2 separate regions of the Cricetulus griseus genome follow, and region 1 is linked to region 2. Evidence: chromatin contacts called from public Micro-C data. All regions are on one chromosome and are shown on one strand. Each heading gives the region's core, a stretch centred on a gene start, on an enhancer-like site or on the middle of the called end of the contact. The rest is flanking DNA. Distances are from core to core; before and after follow the strand shown. Region 1 has its middle 110 kb from the start of Frmd6. Region 2 holds the start of Frmd6 (FERM domain-containing protein 6).

Region 1 (6,001 bases), core at 3,204-5,703, 120 kb after region 2:
AGTTGGCAACGTGCTTGGTTCATAAGCATAAGAACCCAAGTTGGATCTTCAGCATCCACTGAAGGAGGCAGGGTGCAGTGCTGGAAGGATGGAAACTGGAATTGAGAAAATCTCCCCAGAGACTGGTTTGTGGGCATGTGTGTGGTGCATTTTCCTAATTGATGATTGATGTGGGAGGGCTCAGATCACTGTGGTGTCATCCCGGGTCTGGTGGTCCCAGGTGCTATAAGAAAGCAGGCCAACCAAGCTACAAGGAGCAAGCCAGTAAGCAGCACTCCCCCATGGCCAGTGTATCAGCTCCTGCATCCAGTTCATGTTCTGTGTGAGTTCCTGTCCTGACTTTCCGAAGTGGCAATCGTCGATGTGGAACTGTTAGCTGAAATAAGCCTGTTGATTACCATGTTGCTTTGGGTCATGGCGCTTTATCACAGTGATAGAAATCCTAAGAGAGACAGTGAGAAACACTGTCTCAAAAATTAAGGTAGAGGGTGACTGAGAAAGACATCTGGCTAGATATTGATCTCTGGCCTCTACATGTATGATGCACATGCTCACATATGTGCACACACATTCCTAAAGAACAGTTGGCCATAAGAAGGTCCTGCCTCTGTGTGTAGCACTAGCAATAGAAGAATCAAAAACAATTTGTGAATCTCTAACATGCCAACTACTTCAAGTGTGTGATATGATATTTTTATACATCATAGTGAGGAAACCAAGGCCCAGATATACAAGAGAGACTGAGCACTTACTTCATCCATGTCAAAATGTGTTCTACAAATTGGGCATTGGTGGTGCATGCCTTTAATCCCAGCACTCGCGGGGGAGGGTGGGGTGGGTGGCACAAGCAGGCAGATCTCTGTGAGTTCCAGGCCAGCCTGGTCTACAGAGTGAGCTTCAGGAGAACCTCCAAAGCTATACAGAGAAACCCTGTCTCGAAAAACAAAAACAAAAACAAAATGTATTCCACAGTCATCATGAAAATCACCAAGGTCATAAAAAGGTCATAAAAAGAGTGCATGAAAGAGCTGATTACAGATCTAAGTTTTCTGATTTCAACACAGTGCTGAAATGTCATTTTAGGAATCCAGAGGGGTTTTGGGGTGTAGGTGTGTCTTCGTTTCATTTTGAGACAGGTCTCATGCAGCCTAGGCTAGCCTTAAACTCTCAAAGTGGTAGAAGATGACCTTCAACTCCTTCTGCCTCTACCTCCTGGGTGCTAGGATTACAGAGGTGTACCGCCTGGTCCCTGCCCTTTTAGGAGTTTTGATCTAGAGTATCATTTTCTGTGAGATGGACACTGCTCACTTGTCAAGGGAAAAAGCATCTTGAGGGAGTGGGGGACATACAAGCCCAAATGCCATTTCCATCAAAATGTCAGAGAGGCGAGGGCTGCTCCATATTCATACACTTTCAATTGGCTCTAGTTTAAACAGTATGCTGAGTGCCATACAAGGAGTGCAAATAACAGATACCTTTTACATTCCCCCAAGCGATTTGTGATTTGGAGGTGAGAGGGAGCGCACAGATTGTCCTCCAGGGTAAATTTCTTCGTGCTGTCCTGTGGCTCTCAGCATTAGCAGATAGGGGTTTGGCACCAGAATCATGTTGGTTCAGTGAATGTGTGCCTGGTGCAAGAGAGCCAATGTTTCAGGTGTGGTCCTCACTTCTAAAAGGAGAGCATTCTAGCTGCAGAGATGGGACACAGCCAGCAAAAGAGGGCATGGCAACAAGGACAGATGAGTTCAGAGAAGACAAGCTGTTCCTTGCTTGCTATTCTATTCTGAAATACATGACCATTCACACCATAGACCTGGCCCCATTGGCTGTTGGAGGGCTGGAAATAGATGATTAATTTCTAAAATAAGACTTTAGGCATTACTTGCATTCAACTATATCATGAAATTAAATAAGCCTATCTAAGTAATATTGAAACCCAATCCTGCTCTTTAATTGACTTTAGCTTTCGTTTCTTCAAGTTTTGTTTTGCTTTCAGGTGAGTACCTGTGCTGGTTAGTTTTGTTTGTTTGTTTGTTTTTGTCAACTTGACACAACCTACAGTTACCTGGGAAAATGGAACCTTAGACGAGAAAATGCCTCCATCAGATTGGCCTGTAGGCAAATCTGTAGGAGATTTTTCTTGATTGATGACTGATGTAGGAGGCTTCCATGAAGGGCTGAGGGTGGTGCCACTCCTGGGCAGGTAGGTGGTCCTGGGTATATAAAATGGTAGCTGAGCAAGCCATGGGGAGCAAGCCAGTATGCAGTGTTCCTCCATGGGCTTTGGTTCTGCTTTAGTTCCTGACTCCAGGTTCCTGGCCTGACTTCCCTCCATGATAGAGTGTAAGCCATAAGATAAAATACCCCATTTCTTCCATCTCCAAGTTGCTTTTGGTCATGGTCTTTACCATAGCAATAGAAAACACATGAAGACAGTGACCCCCTCCCCTGTATTTCCCCATCCATCCATCCATCCATCCATCCATCCATCCATCCATCCATCCATCCCAATATGCTATAAACTGGGTCAGTTGCTGAGAATCCAAACAGTAGAGGGGCAGGGCACTCACTGCCTTCAGAACAGGTTCTGCAGAAAACAGCATTGCCCTGTTCCTGTCTGGATCTGTTTGGCCACCACACTGAACTAGTTAATGTCTCTGAGACAGAATGATAAGCTCTCTAAATGGATTCTACCTCCTAAGAGTGTGTGTCATCACTGGTCCTCAAATATTGACTTGAGTGCAAGAACCTGGGGTTCTCACTAAAATGCAGATCTCATTCGATATGTCCAAGATCCTACATTGCTAATTTGCCCCCCAGGTGACGCTGCTGCTGCTGGTCCTTAGACCCTCCTCTGAAGGGCAAGTCCTGTAGTGCATCAAGAAGCTGTCCGACTCTGAACTTTTGATCTCAATCTCTCTTTTTCAATTCAAGCTTCAACCAGCCCCAATTATCTTTTCTTCTACTTTAAGTACACAGCTTCCCAGAGGTGCTTCAGCTGGGACCTCATCTCTCCAATCTTTTCCACACTTGCCTTTCCAAACGTTGAGAGTTTAAGTCTAGACTTTTATCTCAGACATTCTTTAATGTGGCTTCAGAAATGCACTGAGATGAGACCACTTCGGAGTGAGAAAGGTCAGGGCTCATCTCCCTAACCCTGCCAGGACGTGTCAGGAATCCATTGTGATCATGCCTGCTGTGTTTTGCAGACCCTCTGGGGGCACCTGCAATGAATTTCGATATCCGAAAGCTGCAGAGTCCCTAACAGCTTCTGGGTGGTTGAGAATAAATTGTCAACCTTCCAATTTAGAGGTTCCAGGAAGAAAACAAGGACAAATTCCAGCTATGTTTGTATGTCTTGTAGTGCTTAACAATCATGACCATTCTCAATTGTTTTCTGCTAATGACTTTTTAATTGTTCTGTATTTGGTCTATCTGTGTGTCTGTCGGTCTACTTGCCTGTCTGTCTGCCTGACTGCCTGTTGTCTGTCTGTCTGCCTGCTTATTTATCTTGTGTATATCACATGTGAATATATCTGTTTCTGTGTATGCAAATGTATGTATGTGTGTGCATGTGGAGGCCAAAGACTGATGTCTGGTGTCTCTCCACCATATGTTTGAAAACAGTCTCCCTCTGAAGCTGGCTGGCTGCCTGTGTCTACCTTTCTCTTTTGGGGTAACAGATGAGTATTCTGTGGTGTGCCAGGAACTGAAGTCTCCTTTCTCTGTGACAGGCTCTCAGCCTACTGAGTTACCTCCTTAACCTCTTTTTCTGACTTTAAGTGGTGCCTGTCCTCTGGTGATGCAGGTTTAATTATGCTTTTATAGATAATAGGAATTCACTTCTAAGATCTATGAATCCTTGAGTACCTACCACTGTTTTTATTAGCATATAGTTCTCACATCCCCTCCCTAAGATTTCTGCACGTGTCAACATGAATGTTGTATGACATTGTTTAGGCAGTCTGGATTAGCATGCCATTCTATTTATTTACGAAAGGCTGTTTTTTGCTTGCTTATTTGTTTGTTATTTCTTTCAGGGCTACCCCAGAGTCCCAATATCTACCTAATCTCAAGAGTGGGTACTATGCCACTCTCCAAAAATATGTGTCTTTTGAGAACAAAAAAACCATTCTTCTTATATTTGGTGTTCCTTTAGCATGATCATGAGATTATTCAGGGCATCATATTTCAGGTAACGATAAAGAAACTATCACAAAAGTAAGTGAGCATCACAAGTTTGTTAAAAAAAATACATTTGGATGGGACACATAAAGTTTGCATGGGAACGGAAAAAATGATTTCCTTAAATGGGGCCATGCAAATGAACGCTATAGAGTCCTCTATATACAATGCCAGATGGAAAGATGTGTTTGGCTAGGACACACCAGGCTGGGCTATGAATCACCCAGTGCCTCTCTAAGCCTGTAACAGAATGTGTATATGATATAAACCAGAAAGGGCTGCATTTAAACTCTGACTCATGGAGCAAAGCTTGTGGCTTCTTGGGGAGGATCAGGAATAAGCATGACATCCGGCTTGGGAAGCCTCCACTTCCTGGAAAAGAGTGGGGTGCACAGAGCTCCCAGTGTCACATGAGGTAGAATTATGTAACCTGTCAAAGGCCCTAACTCTGGGGCAAAGAATTTTGTGCTCCACCCCAACCGCACACTGGTGTAAATATTTTAGGTTCTCCATAACATCAGAGTTAGGACTGACTTTCCTGGAATGAAATTCTAAAATAAATTGACAGCCAAATACTCTGTGGAATTTCTAAATGCCAACAGGTTTGTTACTATTATATAATGCAGCAGTTTTGTTTTTAGATAGGCTCTTTCTCTTTTCACAACATTAGTGTTTCCAAAATTTCTGTATTCCCTGCACCACGGGGTTCTAGTTCTTGGTTAAGGAGAGAAGCAACGAGGGTGTACAAAGAATATTTTGCTATTTCTTTCAGTGTGAAATTTTCCTGGTCTGAAGCACTGGAATATTTTTTGTCATTATGAATCATTTTTCTGGACCTCTGTTACCCAAGTTTTTAAAATCAGTTCTCTGTACAGATACTATCTCTAGTTTTGATTTTTTTTTTTTTTATGACTAAGGTCTTTGATGGCATCAGAAGTGCCCAGGGCTGGAAGACAGTCTCAGAAGGTCTTGTCAGAACTTTGATCAAAGAGAAAACCACATGCTTATACTCCACACGTGTGCATGTGCCTGGGCTGCCACCGGTAGCCGTCCAGGGACAATTGTTTTTGTTTTTGTGTAGCATCCCTTTCATCTCCTCCTCCTCTGTAGAGCTGGAGACACAGCCTAAGGCTTTGGTAATGCTAGGCAGGTTCACCACCATCAAGCTGCATCCGGAGCCCTGCCTTTCCTATTGTCAGTGTTATTATACTAGCCCCACCCCCAAGTTTTCGTACAGTGAGTTTCCGGTGCCTTATGATTCCAAACGTGAGTCAAGTGTGTGGCCAATGCCAATTTAAGCAGAAGGACCCTAGAAATATTGCAGGGACTACAGGAAAAAGCCATTTTCTTTTTCCTGGTGAACTGCTACATACAAACTTGAGATGGGTTTTCCTAATGGAAGGCAGAGAAACTCAGCACCTACTAAGAGTCTTCATAAAGACATATTCAAAATTGCCTTTAGTCCTGGAATTTCCATGAACCAGTAAGTCCCCTTTTTACTTAAGATAATTTGGGTTCAGAAATTGATTTTTATTTTTTGGTCATAGAAACTTAGAATTTTCACGTTTTGCCACCAAGTATTCAAAAAATTTTATTATCTTGTTATTGATGTTTATAATAAAATGTCAATATGCCATCTCAAAGAAAACACAGTCCAATGAACAGTTTAGGTAGCTTTAGAAGAGTTTGAGTTTTTTCACAATGGAAATTTTTTTATTTCTCTCTCCCATCATATATTTTTCCAGGATTAAGATATTAATCTGACATTAGTGAATGGTAAGATCAGTTGATTAGACCTCCTCTGTTTTTATTTACT
Region 2 (5,427 bases), core at 2,337-4,836:
CCCAGCACTCGGAAGGTAGAGGCAAACAGATCTCTGTGAGTTCCAGGACAGCTAGAGTTGTTACATAGAGAAACTGTCTTGAAAAACAAACCGATCAATCTTCTCTTCTAAACTACTTGTTCAGACAAAGAAGGGGGCAGAGGGTTGAGGCTAGTCAAACAAGAACCAAATACGCTTGAAACCACAAACTCTTACAGCTGGATTCTATTGAGGACTATAAGCACCTGAAACTTTTTTTTTTCCTGTTAAAGAAAAGCTGGAATCCGGTAACTTAAAGAGAAGCTTTTTTCAAGGCTAGCCACCTACATGCTTTATACCTCCTGTTTTTACACTAAGGAACAGACTGCTTGTACTGCACTGGGTCCCTGGGAAGCTTCCATGGGAATAACAAGAACCCTCTCTGCTTTCGTTCAGAAAGCTTTCTATTTTGGAGATTTAAAATAACATTAAAGTGACTTTGGAAGAAGCCAATGAAATGTGGTTCTCAACTCAGAAACGGGCCTATGGGATAATTTGTGGATGCCATCTGGGATCCAGGCAGCGTCATCAACAAAAGGGAAACTTGTTGAGATCATCCAAATCTAAAATTCACATACATTTTTACATCTGGATTGAATTAATCTTTTCTTGGTACTGGCTTTCATGTAATAAAATAATTGTTTGCAGGTTTCACTTTAAACACACACACACACACACACACACAGAGAGAGCTTTAGAAATCAAAATGTATAACATCCAAGTTGAAAACTACAAAGAATTCCTTTATCAGAGAGTTGGCTGTGAGGCAGGAGTCATTTACACAAAACTTAAACCTGACGGCTCAGTCAAAAACAATCTATTTGAAACTTGCATTCCCATTATGTCATAAGTTCTGAAAGCCAAAAGCTCAATAAGCATAGTTAAATGTGGAATAGTCTACAACAGCCCCCAATTCAGCCAGCCCAGTTGAATGACAGATTTTTTAAAACCTATATAGCACACTGGCATGTTGTCTTAAAGGCAGGGCTCACGCCTGCTCAGGATGCTTTCAAGGCATTTTCCTGTAAAACTAGGGCTACCTTAATTCTCCATGCTAAGATTGTGTACTTGAAGCTGGTGTCTTACTGGTTAGCCCCCAACAGGAAGGGATGAAGAAGACAGAAAGATTTCCTGTGCCAAAATGTTTTGAGCCCTGCCAGAATTGCCCATTAGTGTGGCCCAACAGTGTGAGATCACAGGTATTCCGCAAGCAACTCAAAACCGGTGGGGGAAGAATTTAACTTTTTGGAGAAGATATCCTGCAGATAACTTGATATGGGATATCCCCTGCAATCTCCCTCTATCTAATAATCCTACTAGGAAATATGAAGTCAGTATATTTACAAACATAACCCCCCAAAAAAAAACCCCCCACATTTCAATGTCAACTATCTCCAATTGTGGAGTATTCTCATTTTCAACAGAAATCTGTCATTTTTCAAAACTACACCCAAGGAAAATGATTAGGTGCTAGAAGTTTTAGTACAAAGGAGCAAAAGGCATCTGTTTCACTGCCCTTCCAGCTCTCTTCCCCTCCCCCATTCTCCATCCTGCAAGCCATTTGTAGGTCTTGGTTGTTAAAACTTTCTACAGCAGTCTCAATATTCTAGATTCCGGATAAGGAAAACCAAAAAAAACCTTCTTGTTCCTTTAACAAAGCTGGGCCTAAATTTATGCACTGTTATTAAGAAGAAAAACCCAAAAGTCACAAGCCTTTTAAATGACAGATGTATTACGGAAAAATTTCCCCACCGAGTTTTGATGCTGTGAAATATCAACTCCCTGAAACCACAGAAAGGAAATGACTTACATTCTTGGAAAATGAAGCCACTAGCAGCTTTCTCCAAAAGCATTCTCTAATCCCCAAACTACACCCTGTGGCAACTGAGGGTATTTTGTGCAAAAACTAAATGTAAGTAGATGCTTAGAACCAGTAAACAAACATCACCAGGTCCAAAGAAAGGAGGGAATCATGCGTGGAAAATCCGGCAAGGTACACTTTCCCTCCACATTCAGAAGTGCCTAGAACCCTTGCGTAAGTTTTCTTTCCCCGCTGTGGGCACTACACAGCTCCCGAGGGCAATGCTAGCAAAACAGACTGGCTGCTTAAATAAATAAATAAACAAAACCAAAAAAGGTGTAAGGGGGCCAATGAGGTAATATTTCTTCCGATACCAGCCGCACAACTGCACGGTCTGAAAAACGGTGCCAGCTTTTATTTCAACTTTAAATGTGCTTGTTTTGACAGCTTTCCATCTATCCCTGCCTTTAAGAAAGCGCCCCACCATTAGGCTATAAGCCATCCTGGAACTCTAAGTGTTGTTTTAGTCCTGTAGACCTCACAGGGGTGGCCCCCAGCTGTCCACATCTCCGCCTTCCCAGAGAAGAGGCTAGTGGTCTCCTTTGCCTGGCGGTGTTAAGTTCCTCCAGAAACCCAAATTCTGCAGGCCTCACCCCCAACCCGTGTATCCCTGAGGCCCCCTTCAGGGGCTTCCCACACTAGGCAATTGCGGGGACACCGGACGACCGCACTGGGGTGCTGCCTTCCCGAAGCCAGCTGCCCGGCCTGCGCACACAACAGGCAATACCGCACAGCGCTCGAACACCCGGCTCATGACTGGTCCCAGCTAGTCAGACGGGGCGCCACAAGCAGGCACCCCACGAACCGGGGTCTCGGAGTTCGGGGCGCAGGATCGCAGCGCCCGGCACCCCCAGCTCCGCGCCTCCCTCACGGCCGCGGCTGCCCCGGGGCCCCAGCCTGGGCGAGCTCCGACTCGCGGAGAGGCGACTTGCCCGCCCGGTGCCCGACGCCCAGAGAGCCCGTGAGAGAAAAGAAAGACGCCGAGAGCGGCACTGCCGGGAATCGCACTTTAGACCAGCAGGGGGCACAGCGGCGGCCGGGGTGCACCGTCCCAGAAAGGGGGCCAGCAGGCCCGCGCCCGCTCCCGCTCCCGCGCGTACCTCCAAAGTCGCCAGCGCCAGGCGTCCGCCTCGGAACCGGCGTCTGCTCCAGCGGCGCCGAGCCTTCTCGCTGCTCGCAGTCCTTCTGCCGCCGCCAGACCAACGCTGCGGCTGCCCCGCCTCCCGCCCCCGCCTTCCGCTCCGCCCCCTCGAGCCCACGCCCACGCCCCGCCTAAGACACGCCCCTCCCTGCCAGAGGTCCCGCCCCTCCCCGAGTTGGAAACCGAGGAGGAGCAGCGGAAGAAGCCTAGAGCTAGGGATCGCGGCCGCACGTGGAGCGCTGCCCTCCCATCCCCAATCCGCCCCGGACCTAACCAACAATCCCAGGGAGGGGTGAAGCTGCCTGGGGGGTGAAGGAATGCCGGCGACAGCCGTCTCTCTTCTGATCCCCGGATAACCAAGCCAGGCTCAAATGGAATGCATAGAGTGGACTCTGGTTTTGCATGCCTTTTCCCGGTGCGACGGAGGCCAGGGCGCGAGGGTAGACTGTCTGCTCCCCCCTCCGTCTGAATGGTCCACTTCTCCACTCTGCCCCCGCACCTCCAGCCCCCTTGCCGCACCCTAGTAGGCCTAGACGGGTTACCTGTGGGTGGCTGTTTGACCTGAGTTCCCGCTCGATAATTCGGAACAAACAGGGGCGGCCACTCCGAGAGGAGGCGGCCCCCCAGTGGAGGAGGCTTCGTGACTCCTCGGTCCCCTCCTGTCCCGCTCCCACCTCGCCCTTCACAGCTTTATCCTGCATTCAGGATGTGGGCGCGGCCCAAACCCATCCGCCCCCGCTCAGTCTGTCTCTCCAGGTTGACACAGCCTCTGCCTATGGCCCTCAAAAAAAACCGATGTTTGCCCTAGGTGAAGGTGGCCCGCGCGGCCGCGAGTGGTACAAAAGGCAGCAAGAAATGATTTCATTAGCCCTAAAGACCCCAGTAGAGCGTGGAGGTTTCCTTGGCTCCTTTAGTCGTCAGGTGGAGAAGTGAAGTCCACTTGTCTATTTTGCACCCATTTGGACCTGCAGCGGAGACTGGCAGGGTAGGGAGAGCGACCCCAACTGGCCATGAGGCTTGCCACCCACAGAACTACACACTGTTTTGTGTTCTGTGGGCGTTGCTGCTCTAATGAGGGGGCGGTCTGTGTGTCTGGCTTTGCCAGGTAGGTGCAGAGACCCGAGAAAGAATACTTGATACTGGGCAGAAGAAGCTTTGAACTCGTCCTTTTTTTTCCCGATCCATACATAGCTATATAAAGCTATCTGTTATTGACTGAATAGACGACGTTCCTTATCTGTGTGATTGTTTGAATAGCCAAAGGTGGTCTAATTTAGGGTTCCTTACAGATGCTTGAGACAGCTTCTGTCTTAGGATTTCTATTTCTGTGATTAAACACCATGACCAAAAACAAAGGATTTATTTCAGCTTACAACTCTCAGGCCACACACTTTGTCACCGAAGAACGTCAGTGCAGGAACTCGGTGCAGAAACCCGGTGTCAGGGCTTGGATAAGTGTTGCTTACTGGCTTGGCTCAACTTGCTTCCTTAAAGTAACCAGGACCATCAACCCAGGGGTGGCACACATGTGAGCTGTGCCCTCTGACATCAGCCATCAATTAATAAAATGCACCAAAGGCCAATGTGGTCAGGGGCATTTTCTCAGTTGAGGTTCCGTGTTCTTCCCAAATGACTAGCTTGTGTCAAGTTGACATAAAGACTAAACAGTACACCCCCTCAAAAGCCTTTCCTGTTTGGAGAGCATGAATATTAAGCATTGTGATCGCATACCTTTTTCTCAGGCAGTTCCTAGGAAAATCACTCTCAGAGCTTACAGTTGTGGCTTGTTTATGGAAAGCAAAACCAAAGTGTGTTTCAATAAAAAGCCTTTCACTGTCATATTAATAAAAAATACTAGTTAACAGTAGTGAATTGTTGATGTCTTGTATTGTGTTTAAAGTAGATAACGGGTCAGAGAAGTGGCTTATGAGTTAAAAGGCACTGGTGCCCAAGTCTGACTACAGGACCCACCTGCTGGAAGGGGAAAACCAACTCCTAGAGGTTGCCTCTGGCTTCTCCATGAGCATGGGAGCAAAAGACCTTTTATCTCACTTTTTATACTTACGAAGGATGGGTACTTGTTGGGTATTAGTAATAATTTATTTGGTATTTAATGAGATAAACCAGCATTTATTGTATATGATAAATGAGAAACATATTACTGTTTTGGAAAAGAGTTCCTAAATATGATTTATTTTCAGGTTTCATATATTAAAATCCATCAGAGAAAAAAACAACAACATACTGCTAGATTGTGAAACTTAACTGCAACTATTGAAACAATTAGGTAACCAAAAGAGCAAAATATTCTAAAAAGCTTTAAAATGTTTAAGATTGAATTTATTGTCCAGGATTAGATTGTGGTAAGACTTAATATGTGAATTTTTTTTTCTGAATTGTAATGGCC

Evidence for each region. A called contact is a pair of places that touch in the nucleus more often than the background predicts.
Region 1: a Micro-C map of the CHO-K1 cell line shows a contact between it and region 2, with 2.4 times the contacts expected there. The contact joins the enhancer-like site here to the promoter of Frmd6 in region 2. A contact is called at or near these places in 2 of 8 Hi-C or Micro-C datasets (the CHO-K1 cell line and fibroblasts).

Annotation. Positions count from the first base shown.
Region 1 is chr5:132,664,473-132,670,473 of CriGri-PICRH-1.0, forward strand. No RefSeq gene overlaps it. Among named protein-coding and RNA genes, the nearest start is that of Frmd6, 110 kb to the left of the region's middle. Within about 2 kb of position 4,454, at least 3 of the 6 cell types and tissues checked have open chromatin away from gene starts, as enhancers often do. A contact at or near this core is called in the CHO-K1 cell line and fibroblasts, where this site is marked.
Region 2 is chr5:132,549,862-132,555,288 of CriGri-PICRH-1.0, forward strand. It overlaps Frmd6 (FERM domain-containing protein 6), which reads right to left and starts at 3,587. Exons shown (of 14, transcript XM_035445933.1): 1 at 3,563-3,587.